Regions from separate parts of the Drosophila melanogaster genome. Here region 1 is linked to region 2. The links are chromatin contacts, called in public Hi-C maps. All regions are on one chromosome and are shown on one strand. Each heading gives the region's core, a stretch centred on a gene start, on an enhancer-like site or on the middle of the called end of the contact. The rest is flanking DNA. Distances are from core to core; before and after follow the strand shown. Region 1 holds the start of REG (Proteasome regulator gamma). Region 2 holds the start of Tango5 (Transport and Golgi organization 5).

Region 1 (2,858 bases), core at 102-2,601, 2.4 Mb before region 2:
TTGATGTTTGTAAACCGAATTGGAAAATCTTAGCTTTTTGAGTAGCGACAAGAATTGCTGACCGTCCGCTCTACGGGCTGATTATTGATTGAAAAGTAAGATGATGGAAAGGAAAAAAAAAAGTTGAGGCTCGGGCTTCGGAAATACCTAGCCTAATACAGGCTTTCGGTATTTGAGGAGCGCGGCTTCTTTAGCTTCTCGAGGTTCTTAATAACAATGTCGTGCAGCGAGGAGTAGCGATTGCGGACCTCACAAACGACCAGCCACAAGCTGAGGTACTCCTTCTCGTCAAGTTCGACGACTGCGCGCCGATAATCATCGATGTGCGGATACTTGGCCACCTTGGACACCACCTTGGCGCGCGACAAGAAATAGCGCGATATCTGGTCAAAGAAGGCGGCCGCCTCGGATTCCACAGTTTGAATTTCGGCAAGCGTGTCCTCTTGAATGGAGACGCCAAAGTTGTTGCCATCCTCGATCTTGGGTATCATAAAGGAGATCCACATCTTAAGTAGATTGGCTGCAAAAGAAATCAATTCAGAAATTACTAGGTATTCATTAAAAAGCTTAATGTCAGGCAAAACTTTAGCTACTGGCATTTGTACCGTTCGAATGTAAAAATTCTTGGAATTCATTGTTTTAGGAAAATTGAAGGGGCTCTTGAATAGCATAAAAACATTTATTAGGTTGAGACGCTTGAATATACGGTGTACTTACAATCCTCCACAAGCTTCCTGATGATAGGCTTGACGACCTTGATCATCTCGCAGAGCGGCTTGTTGCACGGCACTGTACCGGCGGGCAGACCCATGACAGGCTGCCCAGAGACGATGACATCCACGCGCTGGCGCTTGGTGGGCAGACTGTCACGATCCTCCAACTCGTTTTTAACCAGGAGAGGCGGCAGGACCGGGATGTTGAGGTCCTGGTGCACTTCTTCGAAGTTGCGCTCGTTGAAGATCGGCGTGGCCAGCAGCTCGTTCAGCCGGACGATATTCTCCGGGAACCCCTTGGTGATTAGCAGCTCTGCCTTGAGGATCAACGAGTCCTTGTACTCCTGCACCTTTACCACAGTGTCGTTAGGCATTTCGTTAGCTATGTGGATTCCTTTTCGTGTCCGTGGAAGCCTTTGATCCTGAGTCCTGTCTCCTGGCGTAGTACCGGTTCTTCTCGTTCCTTATCTTCTCAATAACAATCAGCAACGCGGACCGTCTGAAATCGGCGGACTTTTAGGGACTTGTGTCGGCGGATTGCGAAATTGAAAGCGGGAAAACCAGACTTACCGACAAATTTTGATGCCCAAGCAACAACACGCATGTGGTGCTAGAGGTGGAAGAAAAAGAATAATCGATGCTTATCGATAGCGTCGAAGTTTGCAGAAATTTTGCAAATTAATACCCCACAAGTATCTTAAATATCTTGAATGTCAATATATATTTTTTCTATACTTTTTTTAGATTGAAAGTCTTCTAATTACTTTCAGTTTCATAAACAAATTAGCTGAACATTAAAGTTGGCAAAACATATTTAAATGCATTAATGTACATTGCAGTTGGCATCATTTATTTAAATGCAACAGCTGAAGCTCGCTTCTCATTTACCATGTTAAACTTGCATATACTTTGTTGTAACGTGATTAGAATTTAACGGATATATATCATGAAATATAAAGAAATAAGACGCGCGCCATTTATCGATAGTCTTGTGTGCACCGCGTGCCAGACCGATAGATTTGTTTAAATACCAAGTAAGTTTATTATGTCTCCCTTTGTGCAATTTAAAATGTTTTCATTTAAATATCTATATTTTTAAAATATTTTCCATATATATATATTATAAGTAATATTAAGCTATTAATATTTTTAGAGCAAACACGCTATAAATAAGTGTGCCCAAATATAAGTTTTAGTATACATCGGCATTCTTATCAATAATCGTCAAACTGACGTTTTCTCGCTTCACCATTATCGATTCTCATCGATGTTTTTCCAGCTCTATCTAGTTGGCATCTCGTTAGTTGCGATAGTTGGCATGTTACGTGTGTTTTCGGCTTCGTCGCTTCATTCTCGTCTCGTTCTCGTTTCCTTCCTCCTTTATTCCGATTCCTCGTTTTGCGTGTATTGCGCGGTACAACGCATACGAACAAATTTATCCGAAGCGAAATACCGCGTGCAGCAACAAAAGAAAAACACACTCAACAACAACAACACACACGCATGCACACACGCATGCAGTCATTATCGCAACACCAATAACAACAGGAAGAACAACAACAACAAAAACATTTCTAACGCGCTGAAAATTGCGGAGTCCAGCCTTTTATATTTGCTGCATTTGCTATCTAACTTGCCGCACAATTGTTCTGTTCCGTTGACAGCATCAAAAACGCATTGTTAAAAAGAAATTAATATATAAATTTTAAACAAAACACAAAAAAAAACCAAGAAAAGAACGAAAAACGCGTGGGTGCGCGGTCTGTTGATTTTTTTTTTGTGGTTAACAACAACAACAAGAACCATCGGAGGGACGAACATCAAGAACAACCACCGTTAGCAGTAAGCAGGAGAATCAAAATGGTAAGTTTAAGTTAGCTGGCTTTTTTGTTGTTGCCGTCAATAGCATGACTTAATATAAATTTCTTTGTTGCTAAATTTTGACACACTCACATTTACCCACACACACATGCATAAAACAAAAACAAAGCGGCTGCAGAAGCTGATGAAGGAGAATAATAATGAGAAGAAGGAGCAGTAGCCAACTCATTCAATAATTGTTGTTTCTCCTTTTCTTGCGCCTTTCGCTCTTTCCTCGTCCACCCATTTTGTTGTTGTTGCTGTTTTTTTTATCTGCAATTGTTT
Region 2 (2,885 bases), core at 385-2,884:
TTGTACACTAGATAGCAAGCATCAGAATTCATAAGACTATAGTTTATGTTTTCGGCATTATCATATTCCAAGGTAGCACGTATTCGAGCACACTTGCTTCCAGCAATGCAAATGCCATTTGTAGCCAAATATGTGAGCCTTATTGGGCACGTAATCAGGTGCGAAATGTGCGCACATTAACATGCACAAGTAGCCCGCAACAACAACTCACCTCCTGTATTTCTTCTTCTATTTAAACCCAAAGGTCATCGTCGAGAAGGCTCCCAAGGCGCGCATCGGTGATTTGGACAAGAAGAAGTACCTGGTGCCTTCCGACCTGACCGTCGGTCAGTTCTACTTCCTCATTCGCAAGCGCATCCACCTGCGTCCCGAGGATGCCCTCTTCTTCTTTGTGAACAACGTCATTCCACCAACATCGGCTACCATGGGCTCCCTGTACCAGGTAATTACCACAATGCCCATTATTATTAGCCTTGCAATCGAATCACATACGTTCGATGTATTTTTATAGGAACATCACGAGGAGGACTATTTCCTGTACATTGCCTACTCCGATGAGAATGTTTACGGCATGGCCAAAATTAACTAACTTTGCTCCGGTCGGGATGCATCGGAATGAAGCCCCCCCCCTATACAGAAATCTATATATAAATAAAATATATTTTGTGTTTAGCATGCAAGCTTACAATATGGACGGCGAGTTAGCTAAACGAATTGAGGAAAACCGCAGGAAATGCCACATGAAAAGAACTTGAAATTGATCTGATACGCAGGGCAACAAAAAAAATCCACAAAAACCGAAAACTACAAAAACAATTGTTATGTGAACATTATTTTATATATATACATTTTCCAAACGCGTTAGTATTTCAATTAAACTCTGCTTTGTGTCCTACCCATTAACGAAACAACCAACCAACCAACTTTCCCCACAAAAAACAGATCTATTCACACCCTTTCTGGGCCATTTAATTTCCATTGCTGTAATTGATCCGTGCGAATGCTTTGTACTTTACTTTGTTACTTTGCTAATATTTCAATGAATTCACTATTTTTTTTTTTATTCACGATGCAACAAAATTCTGTGCATATTTAGTGTGTATGGTTACGAATAGGACTCTCTCGGTTAAGTGTACGGTAATTAATCTATTATTAAATAAACAAAAACCACAAAAATACACATGCAAAGGGTGTTTGTTTATTTGGATTGTTCTTCGTTTTCAGTTTGCAATCACGTATATCACGCTTAGATGATTCAGCGATAAGTGACAGGAAGAAGTTATTTTATACTGCTTTTTCTTTTGTTCACCGAACAATGAGTCCTTATCTTTTAAAAATGAAATGAGCTTTAGCAATGAGTGGGTGTTTTTTTTTATTCTTTGCTATTAGTAACAAAAGCATTTATTTATTTTAAATTGAAGGCGTAAAAGGTAGTACTTATGATACCATTCGCAACGCAAAAGTTTAAGTGTGCAAATTAAATTGAAAAGAAATCACTTTGTTTATTGTTTGCTTATCTTATCGCAGCAAAGGCACTTTGCTAGCCATTCAAAATTGCCGCCCACAAACGTTTTTATGGGCAGCACTGTCATCAAAACACAGCTGGTCACACCATCAAGTGCTGCAAAGCAATATCTCAAGTCAGCCATAAGGAGAGCATGTGCTAAAAAGGGACAGCTCCACACAATAAGTACGATTAAATTGCGATATATTTTTGGTAGTTAGTATTTTTGACGCATTTGGCGGACGACTGAGCACGTTTGAATTTCGTGGATTTTTTAGCCAATTTCACCATCTGGCAACACTGTTCGTTGGCCTCGCAGTTTTTCACCGAAAAGGTTTTGTAAAAACACCGTGCCAAACTGTCAGAGAAGCAGGTAAACTAAAGTCCACCTTGTCGGATCGGCCACTGAAAAGCCGGATTAAACAAACAACGGACACGTTACCGAACAGCTCGGAAAGGTGCAGAAAGGAAACATCAGATGAAAATCTATTAGCTGTTGCGAATTGTTTGTTTTTGCTGTGCTATTCGTGTTTTTGTTGTTGTGCATATGATTGTGTCTCTGTTGTTGTTGGTGGTGGTGTTGCTGTTGTAACTCGTGACGACGGAAATTAGTAACAAAGTGAAAATTGAGAGTTCAAAAAAGAAGAGAACCCCGAAATAACTGTTGTGTGGGTGCGATTGATTTTTATGCTTTGTCGTCTGGTTTGTTGTTCTTGCTGTCAGAGGGTGGTTGCAACGGAAAAGCAACCCACCACCCCCTGGGTTTTTGAACTCCAGCTTATGAAAAACAGCTGCAGCGATTGCCACACAAAAATTCAAATGTTTAAGTGAGAAAAGCGAAAGAGAAGTGAACTTAGCGCTTATTGAATTATGGCTAAACACGCTGACTAGACCAAATCGAAAGAACAAATGAGTGCTATAATAACAAAAGTGCCAGAAAGTGAAACAATAACAACAACAGCAACGACAGCAGTCGTGTTATTGTCCACTCAGCTTGTTTTTGTTGTTCGCTTTGTGGCCCTGTTTTTCGCTTCTGTTTTGCGCTTCTGATTCTGAAGTCGCCTGCTTCTTGTGCCGCCTCCCCTTCCTCCCACCATACATCCCTCCCTCCCTCTCTTTCTGACCGCCGTCTCTCTTTTTTACGCGCATGTGGATTCATTTTATTGGTGCTCAAGTATCGCATGATAATCTCACGCTACGTCCCTCGTAATTGTTGTTGTAATCGCTGTCGTTCTGTCAGCAGAATGTCTTTATTGTTATTGTTGTTGTTGTGCTTTTCCGCCTAACACACACTAACACGCGCACACACAGGCACACTTGCCGAAAAATTGAAGCCATTCTCGCCGCAAATCAAATTCAATTGAGGGAAACTATCAACTAA

What was found. A called contact is a pair of places that touch in the nucleus more often than the background predicts.
Region 1: a contact with region 2 is called in a Hi-C map of the Kc167 cell line, with 2.4 times the contacts expected there. The contact joins the promoter of REG here to the promoter of Tango5 in region 2. A contact is called at or near these places in 2 of 107 Hi-C or Micro-C datasets (both in the Kc167 cell line) and 1 of 6 datasets of contacts at active chromatin or transcription factors (the Kc167 cell line).

The regions. Positions count from the first base shown.
Region 1 is chrX:13,210,818-13,213,675 of dm6, reverse strand. It overlaps REG (Proteasome regulator gamma), which reads right to left and starts at 1,351. Exons shown (of 3, transcript NM_001272573.2): 1 at 1,284-1,351; 2 at 718-1,226; 3 at 1-520. The coding sequence starts at 1,087. The coding sequence ends at 153. sno (strawberry notch) reads left to right here and starts at 2,002. Exons shown (of 12, transcript NM_078589.4): 1 at 2,002-2,576. The coding sequence starts at 2,574.
Region 2 is chrX:10,763,162-10,766,046 of dm6, reverse strand. It overlaps Tango5 (Transport and Golgi organization 5), which reads left to right and starts at 1,634. Exons shown (of 5, transcript NM_001298157.1): 1 at 1,634-1,877. Atg8a (Autophagy-related 8a) reads left to right here. Exons shown (of 3, transcript NM_167245.3): 2 at 245-442; 3 at 512-1,169. The coding sequence ends at 589.